2 separate regions of the Mus musculus genome follow, and region 1 is linked to region 2. Evidence: chromatin contacts called from public Hi-C data. All regions are on one chromosome and are shown on one strand. Each heading gives the region's core, a stretch centred on a gene start, on an enhancer-like site or on the middle of the called end of the contact. The rest is flanking DNA. Distances are from core to core; before and after follow the strand shown. Region 1 has its middle 9.2 kb from the start of Gm31977. Region 2 overlaps Homer1 (homer scaffolding protein 1).

Region 1 (6,404 bases), core at 1,744-4,243, 210 kb after region 2:
CTCTCCTCTGCTACTATTGCAGGTGAGCACCACTGCCCTTGGTCTAATGTGCTCTTCATACTGACTTACATCCTGTTCTTCACTCTTAAGCACTAAGTTGAGCCTGTGGGTTATTACAACTTGAAAGCTTAATGAAGCCTGAAAGGCTCTTATCAATGAACCACTCTGCCTGCTTGCTTGAACAGTCTTGAGTCGCTTGAGGAAATGTGTACTTGAGTTTCCTTCAAAGTAAACACCACTGTCTGTCTTATATTTGCTCCCTGGTGGGAGACGCACGGAAGCCGTTCTCTGGGTTTAACTAGCCCTGTAGCTGATGTTGCTATTGGATGGTTTTTTTTTTTTTTTGTTGTTGTTGTTGTTGTTGTTGTTTTATCCTGTTTAAAAACTCAGGCCCAGATACTGAATTGCACACACAGTCAAAGTGAAGAATTGGGAATTTGTTTTGTTCTTTTCCTGGCTGTTTTTCATTCTCTGCACGCCCACTCCTGCCCACAGATTCAAGGCTCCTGTCTCTCACCAACACATATTTCTGCCTACAATGTACTCGCTGGCTAATTTACACAGCTCTGATTCATCCCGACAGTCATATGCTTCCGACAGGTGGATACCCCTGGGCAGTCACCTGGAGACATTGTTCTGTAATAGCACTTATGTTTCACAGTAGTGTGATGTGTCACCCTTGTTTTCCAGGCAGAAGATGTGTCAGAATTCCAGCTGTTTGTCTATACCTTAAAGATATTTGTCGTCCTTCTCCCATTCCAGTGGGCTTGGGATTTTGTTTCTTTGTTTGTTTTTTGATAGCATTTTTTCCCTCATGTTTCTAACATTCTGCACATTCTTTCAGATATTGTGCTGTCCCTATGTTGTTCTTCTTTTCTCATCTACCTTGTAAACAGTAATTCGTTGCTCTGGTAACGTACTAGCCCAAGATGACTCCTGTGGAGCCCTGCAGGTTGCAGACAAAAAAATGTGGAAGATGCAGCAGCTGTTCAGACGAAGTGGATGAACTTGGCCTGACACCTAGTCAGGAGGGCTGACCTGCTACACTCTGTGTGCCACCTGGGCTGGCACACAGTAGGGAGGGCTGACCTGCTACACTCTGTGTATCACCTGGGATGGCACACATTAGGGAGGGTGGCCCTGCTACATTCTCCCTGTGTGTCACCTGGCCTGGCACACAGTAGGGAGGGTGGCCCTGCTACACTCTCTCTGTGTGTCACCTGGTCTGGCACACAGTAGGGAGGGTGGCCCTGCTACACTCTCTCTGTGTGTCACCTGGTCTGGCACACAGTAGGGAGGGTGGCCCTGCTACATTCTCCCTGTGTGTCACCTGGCCTGGCACACAGTAGGGAGGGTGGCCCTGCTACACTCTCCCTGTGTGTCACCTGGCCTGGCACACAGTAGGGAGGGTGGCCCTGCCACATTCTCTGTATCTTACTCTTCTACTTCTCCCTCCCTACTGCAGTGTTCCTTGGCTCCTCAGAAACTCAGGGCTCTTTACAGTTTCCTGTCTTCCATGAGGAAGAGCAGCAGTAAATAACCTTTGGCTTGTCGGAGGCACTCACTGCATCAGTTTTCAGCCTGCCTCCCTCAGTCTCGACCGGTCAGTCTGCCATTCTTCTGTTGTGTGTCCACTCAGCTCCAGTCAGTGGGCTGAACTAGGAGTAGATGGCTGATCCCACCTGCCAATCAGATTCATTCAGTGCCTGTTGGATCCACAGCTCTTGCCCTTCCTTCAACACTTAGTAGGTTGGTATATTGCCCTCACTTCCTGGTAATCTTTAGACTCCACCACACAGCCCCTCAGGCAAGACCTGCCCTTCATGGAAAGTGGGCATATTTGAGCAGGGCTCTATTCCTTTCCTGTAGGTGTACCGTGGGTTCCAATGGAGGCCTTTCAAGAACACACGGCAGAGAAGAGAGGAGGGAATGAAGGTGCAGCCAGGAAAGTGTTCAGTGATGAACCCCACCCCCTGGGGGGTATAGTGGGTACAGGATACTGAGGGTCTGTCCACTTCTTCTGCAAGCACGGGGGTCGAGGACCTCCATCCTGAGTCAGGGCAGCTCCCCAGGTTTCTAACATTTAGTTAAGATGCCAGATCAAAGCCCTAGCCAAAGAAAAGGAATGGAGTGAGATAGAACTGAAGGACTGAAAAAGTCTAAGGGCAAAGCACGGGCCCCAGACACCACAGAGCAGTGGTTCTCAACCTTCCTAATGCTGGGACCCTTGAACACAGTTCCTCATGTTGTGGTGCCCCTCAGTCATAAAATCATTTCACTGCTACTTCATAGCTGTAGTTTTGCTACTGTAATGAATCTTAGTGGAAATATCTGATATGCAGGATATCTGATACCTGATCACTGTGAAAGGATCATTTGACCTTCTCAAAGGGGTCGTGACCCACAGGTTGAGAACCACTGCCACAGAGGCTCTGATACCTCCGAGCCCGGGCTGTTGGAGTGGAAAGCAATCCTGGTTTAAGCATAGCTTGGCCGGAAGGGACTGATGGAGGAAACTGGCAGGGAAGGAGGGTGCGAGCTGGGTCACCTTGGATGACTCTGATTTTCTAGGATGATGACCTTCGTCCGGAGGAGGCAGTCAGGCTTCACTGACTGCAGGAGGAATTGGAGGGGCGGGGCCTGGGAAAGAGCAGGAAAGAACACGGACATGCCATGCGGACTGTGGGTGGCTGCAGGCACAAGCCTCAAAGGAGAAGGGTGGGAAGAGGGAGGACTGGGTACAGCAGTTGGAGGAACAGTAAGGAATCTTTTCTGTTGTGGGCAGTTTGCAAGAAAGTGGAAAACCCGAGCGGTCTGCTGTGAAATGGAACTGAAACAGAAGGCCGGCCCAAGCAAGAGAAATAGGCTTCAGCATTGTTGAGGGTTTGGCCTCTGAGCAAATTTCTTTGTAATTGTTTTACAGAGTGGAGTGGGTAGGTTATTTGGGATCCAGGACTTGGCCTGTGCTGTGCTGGGACCACATTCTGGCAGAATTCCAGCTCATTTGGTTGCGCTCTCACTTGAGTTGAGAGAAATGATTGGACTGATCCGGAGTGGGTCCTATCCAGTGCTCTTTAGACTTTAGACTTATCTGTTTCATGCATTTAGATTTCTTACTGGGCCCCAAGACTTTCAACTTATTTTTTATTATGACACATTTATAATTACGAAAGTTGACATTATGATTTATTATATCACATTGTATCATCTACAACTGAAGGCTTTTGAAGTTGAGACTTCCAGGCAGGTAATGAGTAGCCAACAGGCACACGTGCATGTACACGCACATGCACACACATGCTTTCCTCTGATGTAAAATGCTGGCTCTCATCTCCACACTGATAGGCTTCCACTTGCTATGTCTCTGTAGAAGCATCATTATTTCCCAAATAATCCTCCAAATGGTACTGTTGAACCCCTCATATGTGCCTGGACTTCTTGAATGTGCAGGAGCTACATATAGCAGGCTGTGGTTGAAATGTGGAATGTCTGGCTGAAGCAGGCTCACGCTTTTGAACATGTGCTTCCCCGTGATGCTTAGAGACACCCAGCCTACACAGCAGCAGTGGCTTCTGGGCATGGGCCTTCAATGTGGGTGTCTTAGTTAGGGTTTTACTGCTGTGAACAGACACCATGACCAAGGCAAGTCTTATAAATGACAACATTTAATTTGGGCGGGCTTATAGGTTCAGAGGATCAGTCCATTATCATCAAGGTGAGAGCACTGCAGTGTCCAGGCAGGCATGGTGCAGGAGATACTAAGAATTCTACATCTTTATCGGAAGGAAGCCAGAAACAGACTGGGCATCCTCAGGCAGCTAGGAGGAGGGTCTCCAAACCCATTCCCACAGTGATACACTTCCTCCAACAAGGCCACACCTTCTAATAGTGCCACCCCCTGGGCCAAGCATATGCAAACCATCACAGTTATTTCTGGTACCTATCTAACACTTTTCTTCCTGATTCACCAGGTGTGAGAGCCTCTGCCACACTCTCTGCCATGCCTTCTGTGCCTTCACTCCCATAACTGTAACCACGAGCCCAAATAAATGTCCCCTCCCTCTGTCTAGTCTTTGGTCACAGTGACCTATGAGCGGGGCAATGTCCTTGTCCTCACAGGGCTTAAGGCATAGGCCCCAGGAGATACTGCAGGAAAGAAGCAGGCCTTGTGAACACTCTCCAGGATGAGAGCAAGGCTGTTTGGCCAAGTGACGTGAAGGTGGGCACTGAAGTGGGTGGATCACTTTGAGCACTGAAAAGGGACTTCTAGAAAGAGTTTCATCTGGCAGGAATGGCAGGAAGCCAGCACCTTATTGAAATCTGCAGAGCATCACATGCCTGCCTGAGGAGCAAAACAGCTCAGAGAGCTTTAGTGAATAAAGAGCACTGCCCTGTGGGGTCTGATGATGTGGCTGAGAAGGTTTAGAATAGTTGAGAATTGAGAATAGTCTAGAATGGGTCTTTATTATTGGCTTTCTGCCAGCAGTGTTCATGGAAGTCCATCACGGCAGGCCTACCTGCTCCTAATGAGGAAGAAGAGTAGAGAGGCCTCTTTGTCTTTGTTGGCAAATATTTTACATTTGCATCTCCCACGGCAAGAAAAGGTAGCACCACTAATATTACCCACAATGCCAAGGGCCTTTGGGAACACTTTGATCTTGCTTTTGTAGCACTCCAAAACCGTCTGCTTAATGTTGGTCGTGTTATGACTCTCGCGTGATATCATCATTGGTGAACCATTGATGGGACAAGGGCAGATCTTACCAAGAACCCTGGAACCTGTCAGTAATTCATTTACACAGGAAAGTTCTGTCAGGTTTATCACTTGGAATTTCTTTTTAAAATTATTTATGTGTGTGCACATGTGTGTTTTCATGTGTGTTTGCTTACACATACATGTATGCTACATGTGTGCGGGGTGTCTGCAGAAGCCAGAGGATGGTGTTGGATCCCCAGGAGCAGGAGTTACAGACAATTGTGAACTGCTTCACGTGGGTGCTGGAAAAGGAACCCTGATCCTCTGGACGAACAACAAGTTCTCTTAACCACTGAGCCACCTCTCCAGCCCCTATCATTTGGAATTTTATAGTCTAAGTGTGGAAGAACACATTTTAAAAACTTGTCTTTAATTCTTTAGGTATTGGCAGGAAAATGTGACCTCCTTGGATTTTTTGGCTGCACTCTTAGCTGCATGAGACTAGAGGAGAGGTCTCACACACACGAGGGATGTCTCTTTGTCATCTCATATGACTTCAGGCCAGCCTAGAGAGCACAATGGCATGGCCTCCATGAGGCCAGGGACACTGACTGTAGTAGCCTGTTGACCCTGTAGGCTCAGAGGAGAAGGCCTGACAGGGCAATGGACCCTGTGAGGGGTGATTGAACCACTGTGAGCAGCACTGTACGCTGGAGCAGCGATGCAGTCTCCATAATGCCATTCAAGGCCAGGGCCAGCAGAGGAACTTCTGTGGCCCGGAACCTTGACCTTGTCCTGTGTCTGACATGAAAACGTTCCAAGCTAGAGTCCCACACTAGGTAACCCATTCTCACTGGACCTGGTGACAGGAACACCTGCTGGCTAATGGCAATCATCTAGTCCCTGAGGTCCTTCCCCTCCTGGCACCCAGGGCTTCTCAGGGTAGGATGCAGGTGAAGGATAAGAAAATCAAATGCAGAAGGGGAGAAACCAGGACTGGTCCTGTGTCATCGGATTCAGGGTCCGGATGCCTCTCCCAGGGGGCACAGTTGGCAGTGGCCATTCCTAGCCTAGAGGAGGAGAGAGTTTTGACGAAGGTACCACAGGCCACCAGAAGCCATGTAGGAACTGGTCCAGGTTGGAACCACTGTCTGAGTAACCCTGAGAAGGGACATGGGGCCCAGGCAGCCATGCTGGTGTGGGCCACCAGGCTGTACTGATCTGTGCCTATGTTCTTGGGATCAGTCCAGCCTGGAGACTCTGGGAATCATCACACTGCTGAAAATAGCTCCATGAGATGGAATAATTCTGAGATTTCTCATTCCCAAACTTTCCTCTTCTTCCTAAAATGTGAGAAGCCAGCTCTGTCTCTTCCTAGGAGGACACAGAACTCTAGAGCAGGGATTATCCTCATAACGGTTTCTAGAACTACTATTGCTTATGTAAACTTACAAAAACCTCCCAGTCCTGGAGACAGACAGCTATGCTGTGAAAAGCCACAGACCCAACCCCCTTAAGAAACAGTACTTGGTTTGTACGTGTAATGGTTTCAGGGTTCTGTACCAGGCAACACTATGCTCTTATGGTGTCCCTGCCCCCCACCCCCACCCCCAATATCATTATTTTAGTCTGATGTCTGTTTAGCCAGGGGAATAATTAATTAACAATTAAATCTGCTGGAAACACACTGCCAACAGCACTCCGTAAA
Region 2 (6,617 bases), core at 242-2,741:
CCATGTGTGTGCTAGGAACTAAACCCACGTCCTCTGGAAGAGCAGCCAAGTGTTCCTAACCCCTTGAGCCATCTGGCCAACCTTGTGTCCCTAGTTTTGGGTGCACAATTCAAGCTCCTTTTTGAATAATTTTATATAAACTTTAATTCAACATGGAATATTATATTAAGAATTTTTTCTGCTTCATAGTTGGTTTCAAGAATTTTTTTCGTTTTACTGAGTTTTTAGTATTTTCTATTGATTGTGCTTATAAATGAGTCCTGTATCTTTGCATTTTTGTGGACAGAATGACAGTTTAAGGTGATTTATAAACTCATAGTTCAAAACACCCTCTTCCGAGGAGCAGTAGGAGATAGGTTGTGTGTGTTTCACTGTTTTAATTTTCCTTTATATAACAAGAGCTTAACTTTTTGTCTTGTTTCGTTTGCCCTTCGTTGTTCCTAGAGACTCCTTGTCTTTTATTCTCTTCTGAAGAGGCTTTGCAAGACTGCCTCACAAGTTTCATGGGGTTATCCCTCAAATGCAGATCTGTTCTGTCCAGCCCAGCTCTTGTTTTAGGGTTAGGCAGTCGCAGAGGTCTTTCTCTGTGCCAGCCCCACACTCTCTCTGTGACCCAGAAACAGACCTGCAGACACTGTTACAATCTCTGATGCTTGTGGTGTTCTCTGTCTTCAGTAAAGTTGAAGTCCTGACATTTGCACAACTTTATTCTCAGTGCATGTTCCTGTGGTTTGTGGAGGATAGCTGGCAGATGTCAGTGTACAAACACTTACTACTTTGTCCACTCAGAAACAGCTTCTACTTTTTTATTGCCAATATCTTCTTTCTAGACATCATTAAGTAAAGACCATTTTACTCATGCTGAATAACTTATCCCTAGTGTCTACTGCATCTGCCCAACAACTAATTGTTAGATAACGTCTTCAAAATACATACATTTCTTTTACTGCTGTGTAGATATGAGTTATTGACGCTTCTCTTGTCGATTGAAATATCCTGATATGTGTAAATGTTCATAGTCTATTATAAGATATATCTTAAGTGCATACTTGATATCTTAAGTATAATCTGCGAGGCAGATGTCAAGACAATTTTTGTATGGCTTTTATTTAGATTGAATGGTGTAGGATTTAAATGTAGTGAAAATTAGTATAGCCGGTCCCATTGGCTATAGTTTTAATATGTAATTTAAAAAAAAAATCTATTTTGAGTCTCTTAACAAAGGAATTTGAGATTCTGTTCTATTATTTTTTTTCATGTGCAGCATGAAATTGGTGGCCCTCGTGTGCCTTAAAGATGAGGAAATTAACTGACAAAAGCAATGGTAGAAGGCAAGCCCGGGGAGAGCAGCAAAGGCCAGAAGGAGACTGGCGAGTGCTGGCTGTCACTTCAGTCACACTACTTGGCCCCTACTCTCTAGGTTATCTATTCTTACCTAGAACATATTCTCCCCATCTAAAAATAGGTCACAGCCATCTGTATAGTGTGAGTGCTGCTATGTTACCTAACTAGTACATTTCCTACAGAGGCCTGTCTTGGAGTAGGACATTCATCTAAAGAGTATAGTGCGGCTTTAAACAACTGAAGAAATAGTGTTTTGTGAGGTTCCATTTAAAATGTTTGGATGTTACATTGGGTGGAGAAGAGAACAAGGGGCCTTTCATTTCTAAGGGACGCTGTAGAGGGCAAACTGGGCAGTGGCTGTGAGCTGGACATGATGAGGAGTGACGTTCAGTCTATTTCTGTAGCTGGAAACATTCAATCCTTAAGCTTGTTGAAATGCAAAAGAACACTCTGCAGTCATGAGTGCAATTTTCACATTTGATCACAGGACTTCTTCCTCTCTAATAGTTTACAGCCTCTATGGATTTAGCTTCTAAATTTATTACTATTAATTTCAAATTTTTTATTAGATGTCTTCACTTTGCAGATTATTCGAAGATTGATTAAAAACATGCAAGACTAACGTTGAAGTGGCTAACATCAAGTAGCAAACACTTTGAGATTGTACTGGGCTGTTAGACTCTTAAGTTATAAACTGTAGCTGTGCTGTTTCCCTCTTGATTCTTCTACACATTGGAGCTCATCTAAGCATGCTATAATGTCAGATCACATGGTTATGATGAGGATTATCAATTGTTACTTTTCTTTTTTTTTTTTTTTGGTTTTTTGAGACAGGGTTTCTCTGTATAGCCCTGGCTGTCCTGGAACTCACTCTGTAGACCAGGCTGGCCTCGAACTCAGGCTGCCTCTGCCTCCTGAGTGCTGGTATTAAAGGCGTGCGCCACCACTGCCCGGCCAATTGTTACTTTATTTAATGTTTTCAAATCAGTTTACCCAAATCTTTTTCTCAAGACTTCAATGTTTTAATTACATTTATATATTTATTATGTGTTTGCCACAGTGGATTGTAAATTTCCACTATGTGTGTATGGTGTATGTGTATGTGAGTGAATGAGTCAAGGTCTCACTATGTAGCTATGGGTGTCCTGAAACTCACTCTGTAGACCAGGCTAACCTTGGTCTCACAGAGATCTATCTGCCTCTGCTTCCCTAGTACTGGTGTGCAATACTATACCCAGGTTGTGAGTTTTGGAAACAAGAATCTTTATCTGGTGAGCATCTTGCTGGCTCTAAACGCTTCCATTTTTGAAAATATTGTGAAAAAAAATAATATGGAGAAAAAAGTATTCCTAATGCAAACAGCAGAATTCCTTCATTTACATCTTTATTTCTATGTGTATGAATGTTTTGTCAACATGCATATTTATGTACCACATGCATGCAATGCCTGTGGAGGCCAGAAGATGGCATTGGATTCCCTGGAACTGGAGTTACAGATGGATGTGTGCTGCCATGTGGGTGCTGGGAATTGAATCCTGGTCCTATAGAAGAATAGCCAGTGCTCTTAACTGCTGAGCCAACTCTAAATTTGATTTTTTTAAAGCTTAAGCTAAATCATCACTCATGTAATTTTGGCTTTTTGGACTTGCTTCATTATCTAGTATTTGCCATAGATTTTGTGTTGTCACAAAATTTTGCTTTCTTGTTGTCATTTCTCTCTTTCCTGGATTGCCAGCATAGAATTGGCAACTTTATACTTCTGTTACATGCAGTTACTGTATCTATGCATTTTAGTCTCTAGAGTTGAACAATTATATATTCTTAAACATACATTCCTTTGATCCTGACTGTGAGATCAGGATCAGTATAAGACCAAGTTGCACTCTCATTTTAGGGAGTTGCTTCCTTTCTAACTCTAACTTTAGAGTTACTGGTTAGAACTTACTTCCTTCTTGTCTCTGCCTACCCTCATCTTATTTCTCAGTTACGTAGGAGTAGCAATAAAATGGAGTTGTACATAATCTTCCACAACAAGGGTGTTGTGCTTGCCCTGTAACTGCATGGCGTGAAACAGGAGCAGCGGTTTGCTATTGATGAGAGGTCAGGTGTATCATAACCAAGCCGTGGCTTTCTGAGATGGCTGAATACAAATCTCCTTAAATTGTATGAAGTTGAATGTCAGAGGCACAGCCTGATTGTCAGACTTACAGGAGGACACTAGGAATGGTAGGAATGCATTGTCGTCTGAAGGATGAACTGACATGTATGTGTGTTATACTTTTCTTTCTGAAGGAAGTTGAAATTCGAAATAAAGACCTGGAGGGGCAGCTGTCTGACCTAGAACAGCGCCTGGAGAAGAGCCAGAACGAACAAGAGGCTTTCCGCAGTAACCTGAAGACACTCCTAGAAATTCTGGATGGAAAAATATTTGAACTAACAGAATTACGAGATAATTTGGCCAAGCTACTGGAATGCAGCTAAAGAGAGTGAAATTTCAGTGCCAATAGATGGAGAGATGCTGTCTGTCTTCCTAGGACTGTTTGGGCTCCGTACCAAGATTGCACAAAATTTTTTGAATATCATTCCTCCAGGAGGAGGGTGTTTTGAAAATTGGAATTGTATATTTCAGTATAAATTTTAGAATTTAGCTTATAGCTAGTTGGGGAAAAAAAAAGACATGAAAAACTTGAACTACAAATTACCTCCATGTATATTGGCCATAGTTAACTGGAAAGTTATAAGTAGACACTTTAATGCAATCTTTTCCCCCTGATATTAGCCAATGGGAGAATTAACAATGTCTGGGTCCCTTCTCCTCTTTTGTTCAACACAGTGAAGATTATATGCTTTTTAAATTTATTTATGATATCTACAGCTGTGTTTTGTGCAAAAACTTAGTAATGGAAGCCCTGTCTTTGTTGTTATCTGAATAATTTCTCAGGATAATTTTTCGCTGCTGAGAAAGGGCCATTACCAATTAATCCTTGCCAGGAGTTGGGGAGCTATGCCTCTAAGTGAAACTCACTATCAACGGGTGTCTGGAGTTCTTCCCTTTTTGTACTGAGAGTGTTTTCACTCTAGTGACTACTCTGGTACACTCTGCTATCTCCAATCTTGTCTGTTATATAGTTTACTTTTCCATATTGATTCCATGTATTTATGAGAGGATACTGTCTCCCAGTTTATTATACATTTTAAAGCCAACTAAACAAAGGCAGCTGAGTCCCTCAGATATTTTTCTTTTTAAATTTATAGTAAATTTGACACACAGAACTGAAATACAGCAGTCCGTCCTTGACGGTTTAGTCTAGCAATGTTAAGTATATTTACAGAAAATATGCAGTTACATTTATTTATATATTTGGCAAGAAATCTTTTCTGAGTGATCAATGCATTTCAATTTATGAAAAATAATGGTTAGGGGGCACTGTTTATTATAGATAATTTTAAGGTATATAACTGTTTTCAAGGACGGCCACTTCCACCTAGCGGTCAAGCCGAGAGGACTGCATCTAAATTGTGACTGTGGCAGATGGGTCTTCACAGAAACCATGTCTTTATTCAAACTTCACAAGGCTATATTTTGAACTGTTAACTAGGCATTTCAAAACAGGAGATACCTTCAACAGACTCTTCTCCAAGAGCAGGTTTTACTGTTTTTTTGATGTAATTTTAAGACATTTAGCAAACATGCATTTCTTTATATGATACATTTCTTTCACAAAACAATTTAAAAGTAAGCCAAGTGCTGCCTGCTCTGCGAGTAGGAACTGCATCAGAATCGTGTATCTTGCTGTACAATGCCTGTGATAGTGAAGAGGGTTCTTCTTAGTGTATGCTTGGGTACCTAACTCTGGAGTCAATGAATGCACCCAATTTTTTTTGTTTGTACCCCAAATGATTGAATTGTTAAATACAAATTAAGCAGATTAACCCATCTTTCTCACTCAAACAGATTCTTTAGTATGTTTTATATTTATGTGTATGTATGTCAATACATACATACTAATTTATATTAGAATGAAAATAAATCGTTTGTTTCTAAAGGTAGTTTCTACAGTAAGGTGTCTCTGACACATGTGTATCAGACACTGGACCACCATGTATTCTCTGTGCTATTCCATCCTGCCTGTCACCTCCATCAACCTTAGGGTATTTCCCTCACCTGTCTATTATAGAAGGAATCTTTTGGGTACACATGCTCAGAGATGAGATACTTCTCTGAGAAATCAGGTAATAAAATTTATTTGATGGATAGAATTTTGAAAACATATGATTTTATCTATGAGTTTCTGAATATCAAAGAATACCACGTTTTCATTTAAATAGAGGACTAACACTAGGGATCAGGGAATTTAGTTATGAAGAGTTTCAAAAAAAATCCAAAAAAAAAAAAAAAAAAAAAAACAGTGTAAGCTGTTGATATGGTAAGCGAATTATTTTAATGATGTAATAAAATATTTTTAAATTTTGGCATAGTGATCATTTAATGGGAAAATAACTCACCAAAATGTCTCCACTTGAATTGTACTGATAATGTGAGGCATATGTGTAATTCAATATATACATATACCTATATGTATATACAGAAATTATTTTTAATATTTTCCTACTGCTGTGAAATTTAAAATTGGAAAATTTTGTGAGTGTTTTCCATGTCCAATAGAGCCTAATTGTTTCTTTTTTTAGTAACTTAACAATCTCTTGAGGGCTGCACCTATAAATTCCCAGCTTGTCAGTAGACATGTACAGTGTTTGGGATAAGGTGGACACAAGTGCACATATAAATAAAACCTTCTTCTTGACTATTTTAAACCTTCACTCACATGAGGAGAGCCTCTAGAAATCATAGCCTCTGAGCTATAGGTACGTCACTCACACAAGGAGAGCCTCCAGAACTCATCGCCTCTGAGCTATAGGTTGTGTGCCTACTGTAGCTTTTCCACCGCTGTATTATATAGACATTTGCATATTAAAATTTGATTTTTCCCAGAGATAAATATTATATAGTGTATCTATATTTAGATCAAACTGTGGTAATATATTGATCAGAACATAGTGTTGGGGACTATAGCCTGAACATGTGGACTTGCAGTGACCCAGGAGGAGAGCAGGGGTCAGTCCCATCTGTGTATAAGTTATTATAACTATGAAATCTTGTACAAAAGCAAAAACTGGAAAAAAAACAAAAATACAGTTTTTATTTTGAAATACATTTGTTCTCTGGAGAATGTACTTGATCGTCTCCTCAGTCTTCTAAGGCTACTTAAGCG

What was found. Hi-C and Micro-C count contacts between places; a contact is called where the count stands out from the background.
Region 1: a Hi-C map of cerebral cortex shows a contact between it and region 2, with 2.0 times the contacts expected there. The contact joins two enhancer-like sites. A contact is called at or near these places in 5 of 484 Hi-C or Micro-C datasets (the HL-1 cell line, cerebral cortex and embryonic stem cells), 1 of 115 datasets of contacts at active chromatin or transcription factors (embryonic stem cells) and 1 of 9 other capture datasets (embryonic stem cells).

The regions. Positions count from the first base shown.
Region 1 is chr13:93,604,383-93,610,786 of GRCm38.p6, forward strand. No RefSeq gene overlaps it. Among named protein-coding and RNA genes, the nearest start is that of Gm31977, 9.2 kb to the left of the region's middle. Within about 2 kb of position 2,994, at least 10 of the 459 cell types and tissues checked have an H3K27ac peak or open chromatin away from gene starts, as enhancers often do. A contact at or near this core is called in cerebral cortex, where this site is marked.
Region 2 is chr13:93,398,405-93,405,021 of GRCm38.p6, forward strand. It overlaps Homer1 (homer scaffolding protein 1), which reads left to right. Exons shown (of 10, transcript NM_147176.4): 10 at 3,637-6,617. The coding sequence ends at 3,825. Among named protein-coding and RNA genes, the nearest start is that of Gm6109, 47 kb to the right of the region's middle. Within about 2 kb of position 1,492, at least 29 of the 459 cell types and tissues checked have an H3K27ac peak or open chromatin away from gene starts, as enhancers often do. A contact at or near this core is called in cerebral cortex, where this site is marked.